4 separate regions of the Sus scrofa genome follow, and regions 2, 3 and 4 are each linked to region 1. The links are chromatin contacts, called in public Hi-C maps. All regions are on one chromosome and are shown on one strand. The core of a region is the stretch at or near the end of the contact, and the rest is flanking DNA. Distances in the headings are between cores, read along the strand shown.

Evidence for each region. Hi-C and Micro-C count contacts between places; a contact is called where the count stands out from the background.
Region 2: a Hi-C map of liver shows a contact between it and region 1, with 5 times the contacts expected there. The contact joins two enhancer-like sites. A contact is called at or near these places in 3 of 47 Hi-C or Micro-C datasets (liver and skeletal muscle).
Region 3: a Hi-C map of liver shows a contact between it and region 1, with 5 times the contacts expected there. The contact joins two enhancer-like sites. A contact is called at or near these places in 2 of 47 Hi-C or Micro-C datasets (both in liver) and 1 of 2 datasets of contacts at active chromatin or transcription factors (skeletal muscle).
Region 4: a Hi-C map of liver shows a contact between it and region 1, with 2.0 times the contacts expected there. The contact joins two enhancer-like sites. A contact is called at or near these places in 8 of 47 Hi-C or Micro-C datasets (embryonic fibroblasts, epiblast stem cells, fetal skeletal muscle and 4 more) and 1 of 2 datasets of contacts at active chromatin or transcription factors (skeletal muscle).

Annotation. Positions count from the first base shown.
Region 1 is chr16:24,004,008-24,011,062 of Sscrofa11.1, reverse strand. The region is part of intron 3 of LOC106506470 (a long non-coding RNA gene); the gene reads left to right. Among named protein-coding and RNA genes, the nearest start is that of OSMR, 34 kb to the left of the region's middle. Within about 2 kb of position 3,257, at least 4 of the 83 cell types and tissues checked have an H3K27ac peak or open chromatin away from gene starts, as enhancers often do. A contact at or near this core is called in liver, where this site is marked.
Region 2 is chr16:23,784,501-23,791,555 of Sscrofa11.1, reverse strand. No RefSeq gene overlaps it. Among named protein-coding and RNA genes, the nearest start is that of OSMR, 250 kb to the left of the region's middle. Within about 2 kb of position 4,560, at least 8 of the 83 cell types and tissues checked have an H3K27ac peak or open chromatin away from gene starts, as enhancers often do. A contact at or near this core is called in liver, where this site is marked.
Region 3 is chr16:23,827,529-23,834,583 of Sscrofa11.1, reverse strand. No RefSeq gene overlaps it. Among named protein-coding and RNA genes, the nearest start is that of OSMR, 210 kb to the left of the region's middle. Within about 2 kb of position 2,738, at least 6 of the 83 cell types and tissues checked have an H3K27ac peak or open chromatin away from gene starts, as enhancers often do. A contact at or near this core is called in liver, where this site is marked.
Region 4 is chr16:23,853,240-23,860,294 of Sscrofa11.1, reverse strand. All of the region lies in intron 4 of LOC106506470 (a long non-coding RNA gene), which reads left to right. Among named protein-coding and RNA genes, the nearest start is that of OSMR, 180 kb to the left of the region's middle. Within about 2 kb of position 4,149, at least 4 of the 83 cell types and tissues checked have an H3K27ac peak or open chromatin away from gene starts, as enhancers often do. A contact at or near this core is called in liver, where this site is marked.

The DNA.
Region 1 (7,055 bases), core at 2,008-4,507:
TGTCTTCATCGGGCTGGGTTTGTTGGGGCAGGGGACATCTCATCTTACTTTCCCGAACCCATCGTGTGTGGGGGGTGGATGGTGAACCACAGCGACATCATAAATTGTCAGAACGTCCCTTGACTGGGTATCTAAATTTACCCATAGAATCTGTCTTTGATGCGTTTTGGTTCCCTTCAGGACTTCTAGACATTATCCAAAGCTAAACCTGTCCTGGGGGAGAAAAGAAAAAAGGAAAAGAAAAGAAAACAGGAGAACGAGTGCCTGTTGGTCATTGAACAAGTCTATAATGTAAGGCAGAATTTGTAACTTAAGGCAAAATCAAGTTCTTCTTGAAGCAAAAGCTGCATAGTCATAGCTGTTATTAGGAAAAAAAAATGGCAAGTTTAGAGAACGAAATTCTTATCCTCTTCTTTTATTACAATTGCTTTTAGGCCAGATTCTCTCATTAGACGCTAATAAATGTTTTCCATCATGTGCAATAAAGGTTTTATACAAATTCCATTTCCCAGAACTCCATGAATGAAATGGAAACCCCCTTTTCTGGATGTGGAAAAACAAACAAACAAAAAAAACCCCTAAAACCTCCGAGCTCAGAGTTTTTTGAGTTCCCTCTAGCTTTGCTAGGTGGCGCCATTGGCTAATGCACCGGCCTTGCTCGGTGGCCACCTCCTGTGGAAGGATAGGAAGCCAAAGAAGGGAGAAGCTGTCATTCTCCTTCAGTTAGTCAGAATCCTCAGATCCACTGACAGGAGGCGCGATCTATTTTCCAGGACTCTGGCCTCAGTCATTTTATGAACTGTTTCATTTTTTTTTTTTTTCGCTCCCTTCACCTTCCTTGGTTGACCACAGCTGGCAGTGAGGAAGCTTCTAGACCCTGGGTTTTGGCTATCCTTGAGGCACATTCTGGAGGATCTTAATCTTGGTGCTAAATATTGTGTTTCTCTCCATCTGAATCTCCTGAAAGGTGTTCCGGAATGTAGAGAGGAAGGACCATGCTCATCTTCAAGAATAAAAGGAAGGAGGAGTTCCCATTGTGGCTCAGTGGTTAATGAATCCGACTAGGAACCATGAGGTTGTGGGTTCGATCCCTGGCCTTGCTCAGTGGGTGAAGGATCCGGCATTGCCCTGGCTCTGGCGTAGGCCAGTGGCTACAGCTCCGATTCAACCCCTAGCCTGGGAACCTCCATATGCGGTGGGAGCAGCCCAAGAAATGGCAAAAAAAATAAAAAAAAAAAATAAATAAAAAAAAATAAAAGGAAGGGCAATAATTCAAAAATTACACCAGCTTCCTCCCATCTCGAGAGCAAGGTCAGGCTTAGGCAAACCCTGATCCTTGTCCTCCCAAGATCCCTAGTGTTTCCCAGTCTCCCTTCTCCGTCCCTGCAGCTCTCAGAGCCTGCTTGCTGCAGAGGAATAGCGGGCCCTGCTGCAAGGGAGGTGGGGAGCACAGGTCCAAGAAACCCTGGATGGTGTGGGGGACACCAAAGGAACTTTTGACTCTAAAGGATAATCTCCTTTCCACGCTGCCAGAGGCCAGAAACTCCTAAATTACTGACTCTTTTGCCTGAAGGCATTCAAGACTCTCCTTAAAACACAAATGTGGTGGAAAGGTTTTAATTAGAAAAGTTGTGAAGGAATCCATTGCAAGAGGGCACCACCGCTGAGAGAGAATGCTGGCGAGGAGCCGGTCATGGGTGGGGCAGGGGTGGGCTGCGCAAAGACAGGAGAGAGCCAGGGTGGAAACATACCTTGCTTACTCGGTGTCTTTGTGGGACCACAGCCTCATTTCCACCTGCGTTGTTTGGAGCTGGGAGTCAGATACAGATCTGTGATGGCCGAGGCTGCGTGCCCTTAGCTTTCTGGGAGAACCTGGATTTCATAGACTGTCCCGCTATCTCCATAAGCACAAGTACGCCAGCGTGTGCATGCATACTGCGCATGTGTGCTCAGAAACACACCTGCACGCCTCCCGGCGCCGCCCTCTCCTGAAATCTGCTTCCCGAGCAGGAATACCTGCCAGTGGTCCTGGGGCCTTGACGGGGACGGCAGGCCAAAGAGGGCCCTTAGCCAGTTGAAAGATCATTTGCATTTGTTCCAGGTCAGAAGCCTCATAAACAAACTTGCACAAGTAGCTGAGACACAAATATGGATGGCACTAAACAGGGAACATATTGCAAAAAAAGAAAAAAGAAAGAAAGAGAAACATACGGTTAAAACAGGAACAAAAATTAAGTTTGAAAAAATAATATATTTTTGAATATATATTATGTATTTTTTTGAAAAAAAAATTCACAAGACCTCTATATCTAAATATTTAGATATCTATACCTATATAGAGATATATTCACAAGAAGGTAAAGAGAAACCAAAAACCTAAACTAGAGGGAGGAAAGCTGAAAAATAAAGATGCACATTTATGGATTTTCATGACTGCTTTGTGACTTTACTTGGTCTGAAACTGCCCAAACAACATTTATTTGAGCAATTACGGGAATTCTCAACCATGCCACATTCATCTTGATACCTCTATCTGTTTTAACCTTGAGAAATCTATCAACCCTTCTAGCATTTATCTCTGTCATAACAATGATGCTTCTTTTGGCAGTAAACATCAGTAAACTTAAGTGCCATGAGTCATATTGTCAATTTTTAATTAAATCATGGTCTCGCTAGAGTTTGATTTATTTAGGCCTGAATTAATTCAGACCCTGCTCCACATAAATTTACATAGTTTATTTAACAAGCTCATGATTGTATACATTGTAAACTCCCTTAGAGTTTATAACAATATAGGCTGTAAAAGCACTCTCTTATCAAGCAAAGAGTGGGAGAATACAATTTCTAGGGGTGGTGTTATCTTTATTCTCAAACCGAGCAAGCATTATAAAGGAAATCTGTTGTATTCTGTGGTAGAGACATTTATGAGATCATTTAAAATAAGCATCCCATATGTTTTCACTCAGAGTTTTAGTGATATGGCAAAGCCTCCTGAAGAACTAGTGGTGCTGATTTTTATTTTTTCTTTCCCAGAATGGTTACAGATGGTTGTAAATCCACACAGTGAGCATCTAGGGAAAAACTCATCTGCCTCAATTAAATGTAGTAAATACCGCTTTAAGCTGCAGAAGTGTGAGTCATACGGAAATCCACTTTCCTAGAATTCTGATAAAAAAGCATCATGGTTAATTAATGTTCCCAAGAAAGGGTCAGAACTCACAGGAAGTGAACGGGAAGGTGACAGGAAGAAAGGGTGGGGAGCACAGGCCGCTCTGGCTCAGGGCTGTTGGTGACATTCTTGTTCATGCAGCCAGAAACTGACAGCAGCCTTGAGGAGGAGAGAAACCAATTGTGCTCGCACATTTACACGCAAATCTGACCAGACTGGAGGCGCAGGGATGCAGAGGGAAAGGGAGGCACAGAAAGAAGGGAGGAATGAAGCTACTATACATAAAACAGACAAGCAGCAAGGATTTACTGTGTAGCACAGGGAATTATACCCAGTTTCCTGTAAGAACCTATGAAATAGAATCTGAAAAAAAAAAAAAAAAGCTGAATCACTATGCCACACACCTGATACCAATACAATATTGTAAATCAACTATAATAATAAAAAAGAAATGGTATTTAGAACTCCCCCCAAATTAAATATCTATATTATTATTATTTTTTTAGTTGGGAAAAAAAAAAAAGAGAGAGAGATGCAGCGAGAGGGGCTGGATGGGGTTCAGGGAAAATGACCCAGGGAACAGTGATGGATGAGATGCCCTCCACGGCTGCTGTGGTCTGGGCCTTGCTGTCAAGTTGCTTTTGCGGGTTTGGGGTTTCACAGAACTTATTTTTTCAAGGTGCAATTCAATATGATTGAATGGGCACAACTGGCGATTCTCCACTCATGACTCAGTTGCATTTGTGGCCCATAATCAGTCATCACTTGACCCTCAGAGGGGAAAATGAGTCAGATGCATCTTCTGCAAAAGGCAAAATGGAATTTGCTTTGTGGGAAGAAAGCAGGGCACTGCCCATGAGTGTGTGCAGTGTTGGTGTTTACCACCCGCAGTCAGTGACCTGGGGCTCAGGTAGAAGGGAGCCAGGGACCAGGACTGGGTGGAGGTGCTCTGTCTGCAGGTTCTTCTCTTTTAGTTCGTTCTTCCCACTAAAATGGGAAGTTACAGCCCCCACGTTTCCAAGCAGACTATCAGGATGCAAGGTCCAACACAGGTTTTCAGGGTTTTTTTTTCCTTTTCTGATGAATGGTTTGATGGACACGCAACATTTACAAAGGGCTAAAAATCAAAGCAAATTTCATTTTATGCTTAATGAACTTATTTGTCAGAAAGAAATCAGGATTCTTCTGGGAAATCTAGAAAGGGTGGGTGTCATACTTCTAGCAATTCCTGAAAACCCTTATGTATTATTAATTTTCCTGGAGGGAGGGGGCTGTGAGGGCCTTTGTTGGTTTGCAACACCAGAAACGTAGCTGTATTGCTTCAAGGGGATATTTTTAAAAAGTCATTTGATGTATCTGATTGCACGTTTGCTGGGGGCCTGGGGTGGGAGGGGTGACTGTTATATAATCTGATAACATGTCAAGTATTGCAAATGCCTAAAGGCTGGTGCAATTTCGGCTGACCCCAAGGAATCGGGAAACATGAGCAGAGTACTGTCCTGCTCTGTGCCTGGCAAGGACACTGACAACCCTCCTATCACGGATGTCATGAGGAGAAAAGGGTTTCAGTGAGAGTTTAAGTACCATCTGCCAATCTGTTAGCAAACAGTGGAAAGTCCCACTTGCATGTGAGACTGATTTTGTGAAAACAGCAGGTTTACTGAATAGGAATAAGAAGCCAAGAAAACCTGAGTCCTGTTTATGATGTATCATATGGGTCAAGACTTGTGTTTAAAACCCAGCTCCACAACTAACTAGTTGTTTGTGGATAAATCATGTTATTTTTCTGAGTCTCAGTTTCCCAGGAGGACTGGTCTTTTTAATCAGTTCAAGCTGCCCAGTTCTAAACTATCTTCCAAGTCTTCCAAGTTTCTTTTGTTGCATCTGGGGTAGATTCTAACAAGAATATGGAGGACCAGCAATTAATATTTTCTAAATCTCCCACTATCATTTATGGAAAAAAATACATATTTTGGACAGGAAAGTCATGGTAACACATAACCAACATCCTTCCTGGTATAATCTGTATTTCCGATGATAGGATCTTGGTCTTGATTTTTTTGGGTGCACGTGAGAAGTAAACCCATCCTTGACCCTCTTAGGTAAATATTAAACTTTCCTGGTTGGGTTGCCAGTAACCTAACAGAGAAGACAAAAACAACTTGTAATACGCACTGAACTTAGATAGATACAGAACAAAAGGAAGTCATATGAGGTCAAATAAGGGTAAAGATAGTTGAAGAATGGATGGAATTAGATTGGCCTTGAGCTAGGACGTTGTGCTGGGCAGTGGCTCAGCCCTTTCCTCCGAAAGCCCCAGGGATGGCCTTTTCTTCTCTGTTCTCACCTGAGAATGGAAAGCAGAGAAGAAAGACCTTCTCTGGCTTGGCTATTGTTTGCACATGCATGGGCCAGGACCTACTAATCCACTAAACAGCTGCTGCCATCTCTGTCCTCGATGTAGGGAGACACTCTTCTTTTTGTATTTTTGGGTCCCAACTTCCCTCACCTTTCCTGAAGTTCATATTTAATGCCTGGAATGATCATTTACCCAAGATTCTGTAAGTTGTATCACTTTATAGGGCTTGTGGGAGGATGCTGAAATCAGGCGTTTGCTCACTTGTACCTCTTTTAGGTGCAAAGGTCCACTGGCTAGGCCTGTGTATATGCATGTATGTGAGTACATGTGTGTATGTGTGTGTCTGTATCTATGTGTTTGTGTGTATGGGATGGGGTGGGGGGTGAAGGGAGGAGATCTATGGAGGTTCCAGAAGGGAGCTTGCTGGGCCTTGAGAGGGCATCTCTGATGGTTAATTTTATGTGTTGGCTTGGAGGGCATATTGGATGAGACTAGCATTTAGATCTGTAAACTCGAGCAAGCAGACTGCTCTCTATAACATGGATGGGTCTTATCCAATAAGTTGAAGGCCTAAGTAGAACACAAAGACCAGCCTTCCCAAGCGAGAGGGAATTTTCCAACAGATTGCCTCTGGACCTCATCTGTACCATCGATTCCCCTGGGTCTCAAGCCTGCCTGCCCATCGTGTAGACTCAGGTCTCACCAGCCGCTGGAGATTGTGTGAGTCAGTTCCTTATAATAAGCCTCTTTATATTAACATGCATGCACGCATGCACGCCCGCACGCACACCCTGTAGATTTGGTTTCTCTGGAGAGGACAGCTGCTTCGTGGGGCCCCACATGCACTTCCCTAACTCCTGACTCCCTCTCTTTACTTCCTGTATTCTTTTCTCTTGAAGTTCTCATCTCCCTGTCATTGCAGTCGGGCTCCCTGGGAAACAGATTTGGAGCACAGGATGTTGACTAGGCAGTGTGCTTAGGATTAACAGCTGTGGAAGAGGAGCAGGAGCCGGGCTGGGATGGGGATGAAGGAGAAATTGAACTTCAAAGTTCCCTAGTAACAGCCTTAGCCAACTCCATGAGGGGTCTGGAGTGAAAACAGCCTGTCAGGGTTGTCCCACACTGGGCTGAAAGGCCAGCCTCCATGTGTCCATCTCAATCGGTCACTGAACGTGGGTAAGCCCCTAGGCCAGGCAGCTCCATGTGGGTACAGGCTGACCTGCAGGGCTGAGCTGAAAGTGTCTGCTGATGGCACTCCCAAGAGCTGGGGCAGTGAGTTCTCTCTTGAAGGGGCAGGCAGGTCACTGCACCTGTGCAAAAGGCTACTTGTCCACCAGTAGGACCCCCGTCCCCTTTTAAGTGCCTGGTTTTATCTGGACACTAAGCTGCCCAGAATAAAGACTGTCTGGCAGCCAGGTTTGGCTCTACGTTTCTCTTTCGGCCAGTGGACATTAGCAGATGTATGTGTGTGCAGCTTCCACAGTGTGCCCTTAAATGAAGGAGCGGGTGCTTTTCTTCTCTCCTTTT
Region 2 (7,055 bases), core at 3,311-5,810, 220 kb after region 1:
TCCAAACATGGTAATGAGATAGATTTAAAAGTAAAATCTTTTCTGGAACACTCTCAATACCTGGAAGAACCAGCTTATTAGATTCACTTCTTAAGTGCCCTCCAGTAACACTATTACATTTCAATGGCCTGTAACTAGTTAGAATAATATGAAAGATTTTTGCATAGAATTCCCCAGGTTTTTTGATGACCTAGTAGAATACCAGAATGTTTTTTAAACTATGAATAGCTTGAAGCTACACAGAATTTATTATGCAATATTCTGCTAGGAATATCCCACATGCATGCCTTGTAGTAGGGGAAGAAGAAAATGTTACTTTGTCTGCAACACAAATGACATTTTTGTCCAGTGCACCTCAAATTGTGGAGGTGTGTTGACATGGTGTTTGAAAAGGGTTCCATGGAAACAAAGCTTGGAAACACGGGGTTAAATGAGCTTAATTTTTTTTTCCATTGAAGGACTTCTGAGAGCCTTTAATATGCTGGTTTACATTGTGCAGCTCCAGAGGTGCCTAGAATAAGCAGTCTTCCCCAAACTTATCTGACCATAGATTTCCCCAAGAAAACATAACCTACCTTATCAAATGTCCTAGGTGATAAATTATATTTCTGTTCAAAGTGTTGGCTGCTCTTCCCTTTGGTATCTTTTCTCTATAGGATTATCCTCCCCTGCTCCACCAAACACAGGAGTGGTTATGTGATTTGCTTTGGTCAGTGGTATATAGCTTCAAGTAATGTGTATTACTTCTGAGCAGACTTTTTTAAGAACCAGCCTGTGTTCTTCCTATTCTCTTTACCCTACATTATAAGACCAGCTGTGTCCCAAAGAAAGATTGTTCCAATAGCCCAGAGTTCTGGAGTATCCTGTGATGAATATGTATGTAAATGCACAAGAAATAAACCTTTGAAGTTGTAAACCACTAATATGTCACTTATTACTGAGGTTAACTTAGCCTAACATCCTACCTCTAAGAATGTATAAATTACCTGGATTTTACAGCTTTTTACAGGTATGTTCATTCAGTCTCAATCTTATCAATGATGCAGTGTTTGCAGAATTATGCTTTAGGTTCAGATAATAATACCTGAAGGTTTACTAAAGATATATAGATAGATGTAGATACAGATATGTGAAATATGACTTAAAATCTGTGGCCCTCAAACTCTTGTATGTCTAGAAAATTACCTGGAATTTTATCCAAAATGAACACTCTCAGATCCACGTCCCCCAGATTCTGATTCAGTGGGCTTGGAATGAGTCCAAGGAATCTGAATTTTAAGCCAACCTCCAAGATATTACCAATGCAGGTGGTCTGTCAGCCACACCCTAACATGCATTTAAAGAAATGCCATGTCAGTTTAAAGAGGCACCATGGAGACTCCTCTTTTGAATTACTAGAAGCATGTATAATTAGTTTCATTAAATTTTGTTTATATTCATTATATTTCATTATGTTTTACTGGAAAACATTTGATGTACAAAATGGTATTCTGTGCTTTAATGCCTACCTTATTCAAAAAGCTTGACTTGGTGACTTTGGCTCTTCCAAAAAAGATCAATCTGCTTTAAAAAACAAAACAAAACAAAACAAAACAGTTCTATTACCTATGAAGATCAAGGACTTTCAGTTGCAAGTGGCAGAAACCTAATTTGAACCACCTGAAGCAAAACAAATTTATTGGTTACAGAACTAAAATGGCCATGGCTTTGAGGGAATGAAGTTTAGTTGCTGGTTGAGTGGGCTGGACATGTTAGAACTGGAGGCCAGACCTGCCTTTGGGAAGGTGTTGGGAGAGGAGATGTTTCAGGTAAGCGGGCAAAACAGGGGTGATGTGAAGGATCTCTTGGGTGGAAGACCCACCAGACAGGGCGCTACCCGGATGGTTTGGACAAGTGAGATGGAAGTCTAAGCATGTGATTTGCACTGGAGAAGGTTGGCGAGGTGTGATCTGGTAGAAGACCTGGAAGCTGGGCAGGGAGTGACCAAGGGTAAGGAACGGGGAGGTAGACAGAGTAAAGAACGTGAGTCGTGGGAGTTCCCGTCACGGCACAGTGGAAACAAATCCGATTAGGAATCATGAGGTTTCGGGTTTGATCCTTGGCCTCACTCAGTGGATTAAGGATCCGGCATTGCTGTGAGCTATGGTGTAGGTCACAGACACAGCTCCAATCTGGCGTGGCTGTGGCTGTGGTGTAGGCCAGTGGCTACAGCTCTGATTTGACCTCTAGCCTGGGAACCTCCATATGCCACAGATGTGGCCCTAAAAAGCAAAAAAAAAAAAAAGGAAAAAAAAAAAAAAAAGAATGTGCATCAGCTAGAATCAGGACTTCACTTGTAGTTGGATCTAGATGCTCAAAAGATGGCTTCAGGTATCCACTTTTGTCCATGTCTCAGCTCTGCTTTTCTCCATGTTATCTTCACTCTCAGGCAGACTCTTCCCTGAGGAGCAGGATGGTGGCCACCATCTTTGTCATCCCCACAGTGGGCCTTATAGGTCTGGCTTGAGTTCAAGGCCAACATTTGACTCAGTTGTTGTCGTCAGAGTTGCCCTGTTGGGCCAGGTACTCATCTCTGGAGACAGGAATGGGTTACAGCTACTGAATCACAAAGATTCTCTGAAAGGAAGAAGGTTTCTGCTATTCCCAGAAGGAAAGAGGGCAAGGAGGACCAGGCAGGGAAAAGTCAATCAGTTTACTGGAGACTTGATGACCTTCCCTGCTCTGGATCAGCAATCTGACAGGGAAGGGAGCTCACACACTGGATTTCCCTTTCCCCCAAAGGGGATTTTTTAAAAAATATATAAAACAAATAAAGCAAGCAATTTTAGTGTTTGAAGGAAGCAAACTGGGCCTATTCCTTCTTGGGAAAATATCAGAGAACCCAATGTTATGGACTGCAGTTAGGACTAATTGCTATCATAGGAACCTGTGTTTTCTTTTTTTTTTTTTTTTTTTTTTTGCTATTTCTTGGGCCGCTCCCGCAGCATATGGAGGTTCCCAGGCTAGGGGTTTAATCGGAGCTGTAGCCACTGGCCTACACCAGAGCCACAGCAATGCGGGATCTGAGCCACGTCTGCAACCTACACCACAGCTCACGGCAACGCCGGATCCTTAACCCACTGAGCAAGGCCAGGGATGGAACCCGCAACCTCATGGTTCCTAGTCGATTCGTTAACCACTGCGCCACGATGGGAACTCCTACACATACCTCTTAATCTTGCTTTAAATTCACAATTATTTAGTTTGCAAAGAAGCCAGATTTTCTATAGATGCATAAAGTTTAAGGAGAAAAATGTTGGCAATCTCATGTCCCTTTAAATCTGTTATTAAAGGCTGAAATGAGAGTCATTTGCCACAGAGTTCTCAAAATGCCCCAGAGAGAAAGCAGTTCGGTCTTTATTGTGTCTTTTACTGACTTGTGAATTTTAAACAAGATGCTCCACTTTGAGTCTCTTGACAAAAGCTGGTTTTGGATTCTCCTGTGTCTTTCTATTTATGGCTCATAGTTTCACTGCCTTGTTTTCATGGAGCAATGTTAAGGTAAGGAAGTTTATTTGTAAAGTTGTTTATCCATGACCCTATTCTTTTACATAAAGAAAACTCCCTCTGCTTGTCCCCATGGTATCATGAGGCTCCCTTGCTTATAGTTTTGTTTGGATGCTGCGCTAGTATGATTCCTTACATACAACATGTGTTCAGCGTGCCATTAATTAATGACTCAACCAAGGATCAACATGTTTGCATTCTGCCACCATTCACTGAAGCCCTTTGGAGTCCTTTCTGAGACAACTTGGAACTCTCCCAAGATCTAGATATTTGGGCGTTTTACCAGAGACTTGGGAAATTCCAAACATGAGATTTTTTTTTCTTTAATATGGTTTTAAAAACAATTAAATGTAACAGCTACTTTTATTTGTTAATGCTCAAAACATAAAGGGAGCACAATGAATAAAATAAGGTTTAGGAGTTCCCATTGTGGTTCAGCAGTTAACGAATCTGTCCATGAGGACTCAGGTTTGATCCCTGGCCTTGCTCAGTGGGTTAAGGATCTGGCGTTGCCGTGAGCTGTGGTGTAGATTGCAGATATGGCTCGGATCCTGCATTGCTGTGGCTGTGGTGTAGGCCAGCGGCTACAGCTCCGATTCATCCCCTAACCTGGGAACCTCCATGTGCTGAAAGTGTGGCCCTAAAAAAGCCAAAAAAAAAAAAAAAAAAAAAAGGTCTAACTGGGAAGACTATTTAAACTCTACCTAGATGCTAACTTTAGCATTGAAGATTTCAACATCTGACTGCAGAGAAATAGCGCTGATACATATAATCCATATAGAACTTGTGTGGCCATGCAGTTGGAGCATTGCTGCCCTTTCTCACATCACATTTCCTCTTCTGCAGGGGTGATCCAGTAACAAGTGTATTTATCATTTTCAGACCATTCTAGAAAACAGAAGACCAGCCAGGAACCCATACTCTTGTCCTGCCTCTGGCCATTGTGGGAGTGATTACAGCTGCCCTCCCCCATAGCACTCAGGCACTGAAAAGTTCAAGGGCATGGAGGGCTTATCTCTGTCAGCTCTTTCCTTTGGTAGCTGTAGGACAACTGTTAGAAATCAGAATGGGAAGAGAGAGGAGGGAGGAGAGTGAGTTGGCTGAATACCATGGCCAGATGTCCAGAAACCAAACCATAATCATCTTTTCAGCTAGTGTCCTTGAATTCCTTGAGCTATTCTTGACATTCTTATAAACTTGAATATCCGTTTATGTCATCGGTGTCAATTCAAATCATGGGTTCCATGGAGCGTTTGATGAATGATCTTCAGTTTTATCACAGGCAAATACTTTAGAGTTCAATCAGTTGTTTTGTTTAAGGAAGCACTTTGGGATTTTTCCACACATCTCTTTCTAGATAAAAGTTTAGTTTTAAGAGCAGTGCTTTGCCAATCTTTACAGGTTTGTACTTTGGATCTATCTGGAGTTTTGCTCCCAAATGCTTCCGCCCAACAGGCATACAGGCAAACCTGAAGTAGAAATAGTAGATGTTTGCTTACTTGACTCTTGATTATCACAAACAACTAACTACTGTATCCAGAGAAGTCCCTGCTGATATTACTGTAACATTTGCCAAAGAAACTGCCTAATGTCGTGTTAACACAATAAAAATGATGACCAACCTTGACTCCAAGTTCCCCTCTGCTTGAGGCATCTTGACTCTTGGCATTTAGAGTTGTTTGCTTCTTGAACAGTGTCAGGTTTCTATGGCTCCAAGGGCTGGCTCGCATTACAGTCAAGTGGAACCAAGACAACGCAGGCAAGCTCTTCATGGGAAGAGAGGCCTCCCATGATTTCAGATTTCGTGGTCAGTGAACAGAGAAAAGGGAGATGTCGTCTCTTGACTTTTCCAAGATTTTGACAGAAGGAAGTTGTGGAGTTGGGGATGTTGGTAGGTCATGTTAGAACTGGGAAGGTGGGGGTGAGGTGTTGATGGGAGAAGAAGGGGAGAGTGTACAGGCTCAGAGCAGGGAAGAAGAGATAGCAGAGGGTCACTGCACCTAGGGAACAGGGAAGTGGCAATCCAGACAGGTAACCTGCACTAGGAAGGTGGAGGTGAGAGATGAGCAGGTGAATGTCCTCCCAGGTGGGCTAAGCATGACCATAGGTGGTGGGAAGGAAGGAAGTAGCCGGGATCAAGAGCACTAGTCAACCAAAGTCACGGTGCCATCTGGAATTAAGGGACAGACACTAATCTTGAGGGTGGAGTTTACAAGAACAGTAAGACAGAAGAGGCACAGTGATCAAGTCTTAATCTGGATGTCATATCCATGTCAGATACCAAAGTGGGCTATAGATTTTATCCATTCATTTACCCAACAAGTTTTAATTGAGCATCTACTATGTTTCAGCCACTGTTCTGGGCACAGGGCATAGAAGAAAACAAAATTCTTGCCCCTTTGGATCTTATATTTTCATAGGGGAGACAGATATCAAACAAAATAAACTTTAAACTAGATGAGTGGGTAATAAGAGCTCTAGAGAAAACTAAAGCAAGGTAGAGAGACAGGGAGAATGAAGGATTCAAATTTTAGATAAGGAGGTCAGGGAAAGCCTGAGAAGGTGACCTTAGGGCAGATCCTTGAAGGAGGTGAGGGAGTGGGCCTGCAGATACCTGGAGGAAGAACATTACAGGCAGAGGAAACAGCCAGTGCAGAACTGAGGTGAGAGTGTGTCTGGTGTATTCAGAGAATGGCAAGGAGGTCAGGTGGCTGCATTCGTACAGGTGAGGGGCAGAGTCAGATGATAGGAGAGGCAGGCAAGGGTTGAAGGTGAGGGACCATCTGAGCCTTTTTAGGCCAGTGGTTCTCAACCAAGGTCAGCTGTTTCCCAAGGGACATTTGGCAATGAATGGAGACATTTTGGGTTGTCACCATTGGGAGTTCTTTGTTCTAACTGCGACTTTCAACAATTCACAGTGGGCTCTTTACACGCCTAGTGTAAAGGCATGTAAATCTGAGCAAATAGTGGCCAGCACATCCGACAGTGGTGAGAGATTTCAGACTGGTCTCTGTAAATTGAAGTAGTCAGAAACAGACAGATATGAAGCTATTTCATAAAACCTATTATTGAAGTGTAATATACATAAAGAACAGTGTACATACCCTGAATGCACATACTGATGATTTTTTACAAGCAAAACACGAATACATAACTGGCACCCTGAAAACCTTTGCCACCTCCTCCAGTTACTGTTCTTCTAAGAGTAGCCACTATCCTGATTATTAAGTATTATAATAATTTTTAAATTAACTATATATAATTTATTAACTAATTTATAAGTATGAATTAACTAACATAAATATTATAAATTCGTTTGCCCGTTTTAGAACCTTTTATAAATAGAATCAGGAGTTCCCGCCGTGGTGCAGCGGAAACAAATCCGACTAGGAACACGAGGTTGCAGGTTCGATCACTGGCCTCGCTTGGTGGGTTAAGGATCTGGTGTTGCCGTGAGCTGTGGTATAGGTCACAGACGTGGCTCGGATCTGGTGTTACTATGGCTGGGG
Region 3 (7,055 bases), core at 1,489-3,988, 180 kb after region 1:
ACTCTCTTCAGTTCTGTGAAGGTTGAGAGAGGTGAGGAAGCTGCAGAAGAAAAGTTTGAAGCTAGCAGAGGCTGGTTCATGAAGTTGAAGGAAAAAACCGTCTCCATAACTTCAAAGTGCAAGGTGAAGCTGTGCTGATGTAGAAGCTGCAGCAGGTTATCCAGAAGCTCTAGCTAAGATCATTTATGAAGTTGGTTATAGTAAACAACAGATATTCAATGTAGATTTTTTTAAAAGCTTTCTATTGGGGAAGAAGTCCTCTAGGACTTAAATAGCTGGAGAGGAGACATCAAGGCCTGGCTTCAAAGGTTCAAAGGACTGGCTGACTCTCTTGTTAGGGGTTAATGCAGCCAGTGACTTGAAGGTGATGCCAGTACTTTTTTACCGTTCTGAAAATCCTAGGGCCCTTAAGAAGTATCCTAAATGTACCCTGCCTGTGTTCTATAAACAGAACCACAAAGCCTGGATGACAGCACATTTGTTTTCAACATGGTTTACCGAATATTTTAAGCCCATTGTTGAGACCTACTACCCAGGGAAAAAAAAAATTCCTTTCAAAATATTACTGCTTATTGACAATGCACCTGGTGACCCAGGAGCTCTGCTGGAGATGGACAAGGAGGTTCATGTTGTTTTCATGCCCGCTAACACAGCATACATTCTGCAGCCCATGGATCAAGGATTAATTTTGATTTTCAAATTTTTTTTTAAAAAGAAATACAGTTCATGAGGCTATAGCTGCCATAGAGAGTGATTCCTCTAATGGATCCGAGTAAAGGAAATTGAAAACCTTCTGGAAGGAGTCACCATTCTAGATGCCATCATGAACCTTCATGAGTCATACAAATACAAATAAGGGAGACAAGACATCAAAATATCAACAGTCACAGGAGTTTGGGAGAAGTTGGTTCCACCCCTCACAGATGACTTTGAGGAGTTCAAGACTTCAGTGGAGGAAGTGACTACAGACGTGGTGGAAGCAACAAAAGAACAGGAATTGGAAGTGAACCCTGAAGATGTGGCTGCATTGCCACCATCTCACGAGGAAACTCTAATGGATGAAGAATTGCTTCATTGGGTGAACAAAGCAAGTGGGTTTTTGAGATGGAATCTTCTCCCGATGAAGATGCTGTGAAAATTGTTGCAGATGGCAACAGAGGATTTAGAATATTACACAAGCCTGGTGGATAAAGCAGAGTTTCAGAGGATTGGCTTTAATTTGAAAGAAGTTCTACTGTAGGTAAAATGCTTTCAAGCAGCCCTTGCTACCAAGAAATCGTTTGTCAAATGAAGAGTCAATCAATGCAGGAGTTCCCATCATGGCTCGGTGGTTAACGAATCCGACTAGGAACCATGAGGTTTCGGGTTCCATCCCTGCCCTTGCTCAGCGGGTTAACGATCCGGTGCTGCCGTGAGCTGTGGTGTAGGTCGCAGACGCAGCTCAGATCCCACATTGCTGTGGCTCTGGCGTAGGCTTGTGGCTACAGCTCCGATTAGACCCCTAGCTTGGGAACCTCCATATACTGTGGGTGCAGCCCTAGAAAAGACCAAAAAAAAAAAAAGAGAGAGTCAATCAATGCAGTAAACTTCATTTTTGTCTTATTTTAAGAAATCACCACAGCCACGCCAACCTTCAGCAACCACTGCCCTGATCAATCAGCAGCCATCAACATTGAGGCATGATCCTCCCACCAGCAAAAAAAAAAAAATGACAGCTCATTGAAGGCTCAGATGATGGTTAGCATTTTTTAGCAACAAAGTATTTTTTAATTAACGTATGTAGTTTTGTTTTTAGACATAATTCCATTGCAAACTTTTTGTGTAAAGATAACTTTGAAATGCACTGGGAAACCACAAAATTCTTGTGACTCATTTTATCTCCTTGGTCTGGAACCAGCTCAGCAATATCTCTGAGGTCTGCTTGTACAGTATATAAATGTATCAGTCAACACGCTGTACACTTTAAATTTACACAATGTTATATATCAACATACTTCAATTAATTAAAAAAAGAAAAATAGTGGCTAACACTGGTGCATATCAGGTACTGGTCTAAGTGTTTTCATGTATGAACTTACTGTAATTGAGTTGTCACGGACAACTTTGTGACACAGATACCGTTACATCTCCATCTCACAGGAGGCAAAATTGATGGGCAGAGATGCGGTGTGATGTTCCCAAGTTTACACGGCTATAAAGTAGTAGATTTGAGGTTTGAACCAGAGAGTCATGCCCTAGAACTTGTGCTCTTAACCACAACAATCTCGATTGCCTCAAATTTTTGGAGCTCCAAAAAGCTTCCTCTCGCCTCAAGGCTGTCACATCTGTTTCTCCTACGTGCTTTGGTGATTCTCCAGTAAAAGCTTGGGAATGCACATTGGCTCCTTCAGATTGGGAGGGTGCCATTTCCCACACTGCAGCATGATTTTTCTGGTAATTATTTGGTACTTATCTCTGCAGATTGTGGAAGTCAGTGTATTACTGAGACAAATGTCAGATTCATAACAAATTCCAGGGCAGAAACAATATTTAATCAGATAGGCTTATCAAGGCTCTCTTTCCCCCTTCAGAAATGTCCAAGCTGCTTTTAAGCTGATACTGTCCCCCTGTCCTGACAAGGGCATTCACCAGACCCTCTGGGTTACGTAACTTGGTGCGAACTCTCTTCCTCTGGTCGTAGGAGGCGATGGTTCTCAGAGCATTGACATGAATATTTCCTGTCCTTCCCGGCTAATGAAGAGCAGCCTTTCCAGGAAACATTGCTTTGCGAAGTCTGTCATTAAGAGCAGACTAAGTCAGCTTGAGGATGGGGTGCAGTGAAGAATGATTAAAAGTAGAGGATTAAAAATACCACAAAAATATTATAGCCGGAAATGGAAAAGAATGAGAATTATGAGCAAGGCAGCTCTTGCTGGACTTTGACCTCAAAAAAAGAAGAAGGGATCTCGTTCTAGTTACATGAGAAGGTAAAGGGATGCAGTTACCATAAATCACCGTTAAAATTCACATTAACAAAATTACATTTAAAAAATTAGATGAGAAGAGGGAATGCTAATTGGATTCTGGTATAGTCAAACTAATCAGTATTCTTTACACAGGCAGAAGATAGGATTTATACAGAGATGCTGCTGACATATTAATGGCCAGTGGTGAACAGCACCAAATGGTTTGGTGTAACTACCAGAGATGAATCAGCTGCTTAATTTAGCTGCATGGACATGAACCAGGAAAGATTATCTTCTAAGACATCTTTAGCCAGAGTCTGGCCTTAACATAGTGCCAGGTTGTGGGCCAAAGGTTTGAACATCTGTGGGCCTCAAAACCATGGATGGATAACCTATGATGAAAATGCAGTGACAGGAGTTCGTGTCTTGGCTCAGCAGTTAATGAACCTGGCTAGTATCCATGAGGATGCAGGTTCAAACCCTGGCCTCACTCAGTGAGTTAAGGATCTGGCGTTGCTGTGAGCTGTGCTGTAGTTTGTAGATGTGACTCAGATCTGGTGTTGCTGTGGCTGTGGTGTAGGACGGCAGCTACAGCTCCGATTAGACCCCTACCCTGGGAACCTCCATATGCCTTGAGTGCAGCCCTAAAAAGACACACACACACACACAAAAATCCAATGACAGCATGAAAGATAAGTTTTATAGAAATGATATGTGGGTGGGGGTGGTGAAAAGCAGCTTCTAAATATGGGGGGGACATTAATCCTCTTTCCTTCTCCCTCACCTATCTCCATACACACAAGGGTTTCTCCTTTATCCCTAGCCATTATAAAGAATGAAAGGATAGACACCAGCATGCCTCGAACACCAGCAACACTCGAAGAATTTTGCCTGGAGGCCAGACTTCTGCTTCCAGCCAAGATGGAGGAACAGTGACCAAAATGACTCTCTCTCTTGAAACAACCAAAACCCTTAAAAGATTGTGAAACAATAGTGTTCAAGATACTGACTATCAGGCCACAAAGGGTAATGATCTATGCAAGACAGGAAAAAAACAAAGTGATCCCTATAATTGTTCCAACTCACTGCTTTGAGATCATTTACAGGGCACAGGGCAGGGAAGAGAAACCCAGAGAAGATCCTGAGTTGAGGAGATAGTGGTGAGATGGAGGAACCATGGCAGCTGGAGTTCTCAGGGCAGCACACGAGAAAGGAGAGAGAGATCCACAGAGAAAGATGCTCCTTTGCATAAGTGTGTAGCTGATAAGCTCAGGCATGTGAGGAACTACTGGAGACCAGGAGAACCATCCAAAAGGGTAAAGGATGACAATGTTCAGCTCCCATAAGAGCCAGCAATAATGCCTATTCTTACGTTATAGACTGAACACCATCGTGATTCATGGGGAATGGCATGGGGTACACAGAGGGGTCTTGTCTCAGTAGTTAGCCTTATTTATTGAACACTGAACACTTCCATTCCCACTTAACAAATCTTTTTTTTTTTTTTTAATGGCCACACCTGTAGCATATGGAAGTTCCTGGGCCAGGGAGTGAATCTGAGCTGTAGCTGCAGCAATGCCTGATCCTTTAACCCAGTGCACCAGACTGGTGATTGAACCCGCACCTCCCACAGTGATTCAAGCTGCTGCAGTCAGATTCTTAACCCACTGAACCACAGCAGGAACTCCCCACCTAACAAATCTGAAAAGCACTCCAAAAGGCTCAAACTCTTTCCAAGTACCTTAGCTCTGTCCCTAAACAAGCTAAAAAGGTTTATAGAAATACAAAAATATCCAACATCCAACAAGTTAAAAGTCACAACGTGTAGCATCTAGTAAAGAAGTACCAAGAAGCAGCAAACTATGAGGAGAAAAAGCAACCAGTTGAAACTGACCCAGAATTGACACAGGTGTTAGAATCGTCAGCAAGGGGACATTAAAACAGTTAATATAACTCTATTTCATATGTTTGAAAAGCTAACTAGAGATGTGGAAGATATAATAAAGGCCCAAATTGGAATTTTAAAGATGAAAAGCACAATGTCTGAGATGAAAAATGCACTGGATTGTATTAATAGATGTTTGAACATTTTAGAAGAAAAGATTAATAAACATGAAGACAGAGCAAGAGAAGTGATCCAAAATGAAGTACAGACAGAGCTCCCTTTATGGCTCAGCAGGTTAAGAACCTGACATAGTGACTGTGAGGATGTGGGTTCAATCCCTGGCCTCGTTCAGTGGGTTAAGGATCCTGTGTTCCTGCAAGCTGGGGCATAGGTTGCAAATGCAGCTCTATCCGGTGTTACTGTGCCTGTTGTATAAGCCGGAAGCTGCAGCCCCAATTCTGCTCCTAGCCTGGGAACTTCCAAATGCCACAGGTGCGGCCATAAAAAGGGGGAAAAAAAGATGCAAATGAAGTACAGAGAAAATAGTGAATTTAAAAACAGAGAAAGAAACAAACAGAGAATCGCTGAGCTGTGACAAGTTTAAGTGGCCTAATAAATGTGTAAGTGCAGTTCGCAAAGGAAAAGTGGAGTGGTGGGCAGCCCCTAGGCTGCCCCTCAATGACCCTTGCTTCCTGTCATTCATGATCCTTAATCCCCATCTATTGTGTTCGGGGTCAATTTATTGACTCACTTCTGATAAAGGAAATAGTGCAGAAGTGAGGGATATAAATTCCAAAACTAGATTACAAAAAGAGTCTGGATTCTATCTTGGGAACCCTCTTTCTCACTCTCTCGACTGTCTTTTTTCTGGAGAAGCCAGATGCCACATCATAAGGCCATCTTGCAGAGAGATTTACCTGGCAAGGAACCCAGACTGCCAACAAGGATGTGAGTGTTTGGAATCAGATCTTCTGACATCTGCCAATAGCTCCTTGATTGCAACCACAGAGAGCTTCAGAGGCAGAGGCACCCACCTAAGCTGTGCCTAGATTCCTGAGCCACAGAAAGTGTGAGATAGAAAGTGTCTTGTTTTCAGCTGCGGCATTTTGGAGTTACTTGTTACACAGCCGTCAATAACTAATACAGATAAAAATCTTTGTAGATGATAGCCAGAAAGTTTCCAGATTTGGTGAAAACTAGAAACCCACAGATCCAAGAAACTCAATGAACTCCAAGCACAAAAACAATGAGGAAAATAACAGTAAAGCATATTGTAATCAAATTACTCTAAACCAGAGACGAGAACATCTTCAAAGCAGTCAGTAAAATAAGACACAAAAACAAAAGGATGGCAGCGAATTTCTTATCAGAAAAAATGTAAACAAGACCTCAGTGCGACAGTACCTTAAAGTCCTGGAGCTGTCAATCACAAAACTGTCTTTCCAAAACAAAGGTGAAATAAAGACCTTCAGACATACAAAAATTGAAAGAATACATCACCAGCAAACCAGAACTTCATCACAAGACGTGTCAACAGAAGTCCTTCAGGCAGAAGGAAAGTGATACCAGATGGAAATCCAAATCTACACAAACAAAAAAAGAAAACTGGGGCTCTCATACACTGCTCCTGGGAGTGCAAGACTGTACCTTGGAAATAAGTCTGAGAGTTTCTTCTTCTTCTGTTTTTTTTTCTTTTAATGTGTATTGTTTTTCACCTTATTGAGATACAATGGACATGTAACATGGTGTAAGTTTGAAGTGTTGATTTTATACAGTTAACAAGTTAATTTAGGGTTAAAATTGCAAAATGATTACCACCCTAGTGCTAGCTAATGTGTAATAACTAATTCTTTTTGTTATTACAAAAATGTTTTGAAAACATTTAAGGTCTACTCTTTTCACAACTTTTCAAGTACGAAATAGAGTATTGTTAGTATTCACTATGCTGTTTATTAGATTCTCAGAACTTATTCATCTTGTAACTGAAAGTTTGTACCTTTGACCAACATCTTCCTATTTTCTTCAACTTTCAGCCTCTAGTAACTACCATTCTACTCTCTGTATCCATGAGGTTGGCTTTTTTAGATTCCACATATAAGTGATATTACATAGTATTTGTCTTTCCATGTCTGACTTATTTCACTCAGCGTGATTGATACCTTTAAGGTCTAGCCATGTTGTTGGAACTGACAGGACTTCCATCTTTCTCATGGTTGAATAATATT
Region 4 (7,055 bases), core at 2,900-5,399, 150 kb after region 1:
TTTGTTTAGGAGAGATGCCTGGAATTTCTGGGTTTTGTTTCATAAATGACTGACCTAAATAAATACATCTGAAAACCAGCAGAATTATAGGCATCTTCCCCTCCCATCTGGCATGTTTTTATGGGTGGTATAGTTGGGTATTTTTTTTTTTTTTTTCTGGATTTTTCCACCCTTTCCCTCCCTATAATTTGTGGGCCTTGAGAAAAGTCATGGTTTGTCCTGTAAATGTAGAGGGAAAGCCTATTTGGGGTCATTTCACTCTTTCTTGTCGCCTTGTCCTTGTCTGTGGTGCCACTAATAGGGGGAGCGCAGGGAATAAAGAGCCCCAACACAGAGAGCTGGATTTCCAAGTTCAAATGAATGAAAAGAAAATGGCCGTGTTTTTGAGATTAAGTGGCTCCTGGAAAGTCAACCTCATTGGGGACAGGAGCAGAACATGGGGGCCGGCCACCTGTCATTTGATCCAGGAGCAGTTTGGAAAGGGTAGAACCATCATAGGTCATAAGGACACTCGGGAAAATGAGGCCGTTGAATAGCTCAGTGCCCCCACTGGGGCTGTTAATCCTCACACACCTGGGAGGCCAGGCACTTTCTCCAACTGTTCCAAGGTCACTCAGGCGAGTTCAGTCAATTCTAGAAATAGATCTGAGGCAGCTCCGTACCCCCACCCTCATCCACACACCCAGCCCCACCCCCTCAACCCATTTGCTCATTTGCAGCTCAGTTCTTTCCTTTCTTCTTTGGTCATCACCATGATTCATACCCTTCTCCGCTTTCTAAAGTATGACAAGTACTTTAACAAAGTCTTTAAAATTAAAAGTCTTTGAAAAATTAAATTTATGTAAAAGTAAAGAAAATCGTTTACCGAATCCCCCAATGCCATCACCCAGATTCAACAATTATTAAGAGTTTTGCCTCAGTTGCTCCATGCCATCCCCCCTTTTCTCTGCTAAGAATTTTAAAACAAATCCCAGGCCTCAATCATATCTCCCTCTCATACTTCTTTACACATCTCCAAGCATTGTAGATATTTTCATGTCTAGCTATGCCATTTTCCCACTCAAGAAATTCCTTGATGTCTTTTTCCATCCACTTATACCTCAAAGCTCCCAGCTGTCTTAAAGAAGTCTATTTACAATTGATTTGATTGATCAGTGATCCCACCAAGGGCCTCTCATTGCATTTCTTTGTTACATTATCTTCCATCTGTTTGTGTTTTTTCTTTTTTTTTTTTTTTTTTTTGCTGTTTAGGGCGGCATTTGTGGCATATGGAGGCTCCCAGGCTAGGGATCTAATCGGAGCTACAGCTGCCGGCCACAGCCACAGCCACAGCAATGCCAGATCCAAGCTGTGTCTGTGACCTACACCACAGCTCATGGCAACACTGGATCCTTAACCCATTGAGAGAGGCAAGGGATCAAACCTGCAACCTCATGGCTCCTAGTCGGATTTGTTTCCACTGCGCCATGATGGGAATTCCATCTTCCATTTGTTTTTATCTTTTTCTTTCCTGTCGTAGATTTTTTGGAAAGAGCCAAACCAGTTGTCCATATGCTCACTTATCTTCCCACAATCACATGCGTTATTTGAGGACTGAGAGTTGTAAAACCTCTCCTATCAAAACTCATATAGCAACCAGTAAAGAGCATTAAGTAACCAGAAGAAAGATATTATTAATGTGTACATGGTTGGTAGGCTATGGGACCCACCCAAAAAGTAAGAGAGGATTTCCTTAGATGTTGAAATAGGTTAGTAAGAAGGGTTGTCTTGTGCACCGTGGTTTAGGTATGGTTCTTTTCTAGAGATATAAAGTAAAGTAGCAGAACAAGATCTCATTTTTGAGACACTAGGTTGGAACTCTAAGGAGGTGCACTTCAATAAAGTGTCTGGGCTGCCCTAGGAGAAATCGTCCCTCAGTTGACTTTTTTTCTCTCTTTGTCAACTCCCCCGTTGTTCCATCACTGGGTTTTAAAAGCAGGTGTGTTGAGGCACCAAACAATAAAGTGCATTTTTTATGTGTACAATTTGATGCATTTTTGAGGCATGAATACACTTGTGAAAACACCACCACAAGGAATATAATGATTTTATGATCCAGCCTAAAAAGTTTTCTGGTGCCCCAACTTCATTTCCTCCCTGCTGCAGACACCCACTGATCTGCTCTACAGATCTGATTAGTTTACATTTTCCCAGAAATTTGTATAAAGGGAACCTGGCTACTTTCATTGAGCATAATCATTTTGAGATGCATCAATGTTGTACTGCATATCAGTAGCTCATTCCTTTTTATTTTATTTACTTTATTCCTTTTTTATTTCTAAGTAGTAACCCATTGTATTCTATTCCTAATTAATGATGGTAAGGATTTAGAGGGAGTGCCCTTATCTGGACCACTCTTGGGTCTTTAGTGTCCTCAGTATTTTTGGAGACATACTGGTCTTTCAATGGCCTGGGGCAATGACACTTTCTTAATATACCTACTCCCATGAGAATAAATCCTTGCTCCATCATCACTTTTTTTTTTTTTTTTTTTTTGTCTTTTTGCCATTTCTTGGGCTGCTCCCGCGGCATATGGAGGTTCCAGGCTAGGGATCGAATCGGAGCTGTAGCCGCCGGCCTACACCACAGCCACAGCAACACAGGATCCGAGCCGCATCTGCGACCTACACCATAGGTCATGACAATGCCAGATCCTTAACCCACTGAGCAAGGCCAGGGATCGAACCCACAACCTCGTGGTTCCTAGTCGGCTTCGTTAACCACTGAGCCACGACGGAAACTCCTCTATCATCACATTTTTGAACATCCCTGGTCCTGGTTCTGTCATAAGGATCTGAAGTCACTGTCCTCCTCGAATTCTGTAGTTATGAGTATGTAGGTGGCGATGGTAGGCGCAGGCATGGGAGGGCTTGGGTGGGATTGTGGGAAGAGTAACATCCATTTGCTGCATCGTAGTGACACCAGTTTTCACTTAAAGGCAACACCCGAAGCCCTTTATCAAAGCTCTGAATGCTACATGGACTATTTGAAGGACCCTATTTCTTTGAGTTGCAGTAAGTTCCTTCATATTTTCTGAAGATTAAAAACAATCATCGTAGCGAGAATGACTTTTTTAAACTTTATGCAGAGGATGTTATTGTTTATGACTCATTATCATTTAAGACATACTAAGCATCCTCCGAAAGTGATTTTTAGGCACAAGCTCAGAAGGTTGGTCCAAGGATCGTGGCGCACAACCACAGAGAACAGTTCAAGGAAGGGGAGGTGAGCATAATCATGGTGACAAGAGGAAGAACGAGAAACACCGGGGATGGGGGGTTGTTTGTTTTTTGCTTTTGTTTGTTTTGCTGGCTGAAGTTCCCTGGCCGGGGTCAAAACTGCACCACAGCTATAACCAGAGCCACAGCAGTGACAATGCCAGATCCTTAACCCCCTGAGCTGCCAGGGAATTCCCTGAGAAACGCTACATTTCCATCTTGCTCCTACTCCAGTTAATAGAATGAAAATGATGTCTCCATTTGATCCCCATCCCCCACCCCATGGTGATTCATTATGGACAGGATGTCTTTTTACTAGAAAAGCTTATCTTCTCTAAGAAAGCAGTTCTGGTTTGCTTGGCACACACTGACCGTGAACATTCAGCCTCTTCCTTAAAGAGTCAAAAGGAGAGTGTGAGGAGGGCGCAAGGAGATCCAGGGTCATGATGGCCACATTATTTCTTCCTAGAATAACATACTCTTTGCTGGTTGCCAGCCTGCTTATTTTTATGTAGATTTGACCTCGGTTGCAGCCTTGAACAACTAAAATAGAATAAAATAACTATAAGCTACTTCAAAAAGCTTGACCTTAAGAGTATATAAAAATATAAGACAAAGGCAGGAAAACAAACCGAGCCACAGCTTCGAGCAAAGAATAAGTGAGCTTCTTGAGTCTAGTTAAAATATCAGCTCTGTGCATATTAGATTCCATCCTGTGTTTGATGATTTCGGCAGTGAGTGCTGCCTTTATCGATTGTTAGAGTGGAATGTTCCAGAGCATTATATTACAATCTGTCTCCAAATGGCTTTTCAGAAAGAAATTTCCTGTAACTCAGAGGCAGAAATTATGCAGGGACCTAAAAAGGAAGAGACTAGACAGCTGAATTTCACCCAGACTTTTGCAAATGGGAAAGTAAGTGACGGAGTGTGCCCAGAGAGAGCCTGGATTGGTTTTCTTAGTAAAGGTCAGTTTCAGTTTGTTATTATTGCCCCACCAGAAGCTGTGCTAAATACTGCTACATAAAGCAAACTGGCGAAGGTTGTGGCTTTGAGGGTCACAGTCCCTTAAAGATGCCTTGGAGCTCAGGGTCTCTTAGCTCAAGCTTCTTCCTTCATTTATCTCTTTTTCATCCAACTGCCTCCTGCATGTTCTTGCCTCCACCTCACCTCCTCCATGCAGCCCCTGTCCTCTTTCCTTGACCGTCTCGCTTCTCTGAAACCACGACATTTTGCACCACCGCATGCCATTTACATATTATTTTCTAACACTTACATATGCATTGATTTTATTTTACATTTAGACTACCACATTAAGGATGTGTCTTACACAATGCGTATCCTCTAAAGAATTCTAATGCATTGTGCAGAGGCCAAGGGCTCGCTGTGTGTGTGTGTGTGTGTGTGTGTGTGTATGAGTGTGCATGTGCACGCCTACTGCCCTACATTGTTTTCTTTAGTCAAAGATGTGGATTTTCTAAATTATTAATATTTGGGTTGTGTATTTAAGAAACTTCAACTCACCTCAGCTTAAACAAAAAGAGTGGTTTATTGGCTCAACATGACTGAAAAATTTAGTTTTGGTTTCAAGTAAGGTTCAACCCAGTGGTTTAAGGATGTCAAAACAGACCTGATTCCTTTCTGTCTGCTTTGCCTTCCATGAACTTGACTTTGCCCTGTGATTCTTTTCATCTCAGGACCGCAGCTCGCAGCTCCTGGTGTATATAATATGTGCATCCTTATTCACATGCAGAGGAGAGGGCATCTGAGTCCCAGGGTTCCCAACAGAAGTGCTAAGAATCTGTTGGACTAGCTTAAGCTGCATGCTCACCCCTGCGTAGAAAGGAGTATGGATACACAGATTAGCCTAGATTAGCCTCCTGAGATGATATGAATCCCCACATGGAAATTGGGAAGGTCAAGTTAGTGTATGGGAACTTGGAAGGCTACCAACAAATGCTATACAACTTCCGCTGACTTTGTTTATCAACCTCCCACCGTCTGCTAATATCTCATCTCATATAGAAAGGATCTGTTCTCTGCCTTCCAGGCATTTTTTTCTAGAGAAAATAAAAGGAATCAATGCATAACATTGGCATCAGCTGGCCGCCAGAGACTTTGATAAATTCTCTTGTTACCACATCACTAACAGGGTTTTCCCGGGACTGTAGTTCCCTCCTATTCACTCTTCATCACTGCAGTGGAGGGAGGGAGGGAGAGAAGGAAGGAAGAGAGGGAGAAAAAAAAGGGAGGAAGAAAAGGAAGGAGATAGGGAGGGAAGCAATGTACTTTAGCTTAGAGGCTTAAACAAATCCCCATGACTCTGGTTCACCCAGGCTTGGGGAGACTTCCTGGGCCAGGTCTGTCAGAACACAGCATTGAGAATGTAAACGGAAGAGTCAACGTCATTTGCTGGGCTTCCTTGCTACTTCTCTGCTAGAGGAACACCAGATATTTTTGAGTGAAAGACTGGGTTCCTGGAGGTGACACTCCCCTCAAGTATGAAGCCTGTTCCTTCTTGGCCCCATTTAAAACCTCTGCAGGGGGAGGCCACATGATTTCAATTTCTGTGCTTCTATTTCTGACAAGATCTGGGGCATTCTTGTTGTCAGGAATAAGCTATCGGTTGATGACAGGACAAAAATGTACTTTCAGTGTGTGTGATTGACCAAGCAAAGCCCCGTTTTCAGAACATTTGCTCACGGAAGCTCAGAACGAGAGGGAAGGCGATGGTCATGACTGCACTGATTTTGGAATAATCATCTCGCCATCTGAGAAAGTCAAGCTTGGATTTGAACTGAGTGTGGGAGGGGGCGGCAGGCGGGGAAGAAGATAAACCTCTTCAGAAGGAGAGTCTGTGTAGAAGAAAGAAATGCTTCCACATCCTCTCGCCAGACACCTGTTCTTTTTTAGTATAAACTCCAGCCTTGGACACAGTATGAAGAACCTTCACTTTGCACCACCATATCTGAAAAGATAATTAACAAAACATCAAAGAAAGGAAGAAAAGGGGGCGGAATGAGGAATTCTTTCTTTGGCAAAAAGATTTCTGCAGGGATCATTTCAAGAACAAACCCCCCTTGGTCTTGGGAGATAGTTCAACTTCCCAGACTTTTCCAGAACCCAGCTCTTTTGTAAAAGGAGCTGGAGGTAAGATGCAGTGTTTAGCAGCTTGTTGAAGCTTGAATAAAAATGCGGAGTGCTTGCTTCATCTGCCTCCTTAAAGACGACTTCAGCTTAAAGAGACGTTAAACTCACTTTTCTTTAGTGCCTTATTAAAGTGATTGTGTCGAAAGAGATCCAGAAGATAGGAACAGTTCTTGCTTTTTGGAAGGAATCATATCAGATGAAAGAGGCATAGGCTTTGCTGAAACCCCAAACGATGTTTAAAGACACATTGTTCCATGGTCTCTTAAGACCTGTCTTGACAGGAAGATGCTGCCTAGGTCTAGTCCTGTCATTCAGAGGTGAGGGGGTTGCGTTAGCCCATCCAGAGGGGCCCTTCAGGCCCTGTCAGTCTCAGAGTCTGTGCGCCTGGGTCAGCCAAGTGAGAATCAAGGACCACACAATGCAAGCATTCAACCGGTGGTTTGATCCCGCCAAGCCTCCTGGGCGCTGACAGTTCCAGTGGCATGAAGCAGTTCCTACAGTCTCTGCACTGTTTGTGGCATTCGAGTTGCCTGCTAACTACTTTCTCCTGCGCAAAATGCCTGTCAAAGACTGCTCGACAATCGCTAATTTAGCCAAGTCGTTCGTATCTGATATTTAGACAAGATAAGCTGAAGGTCTTTGTGGAAGCTC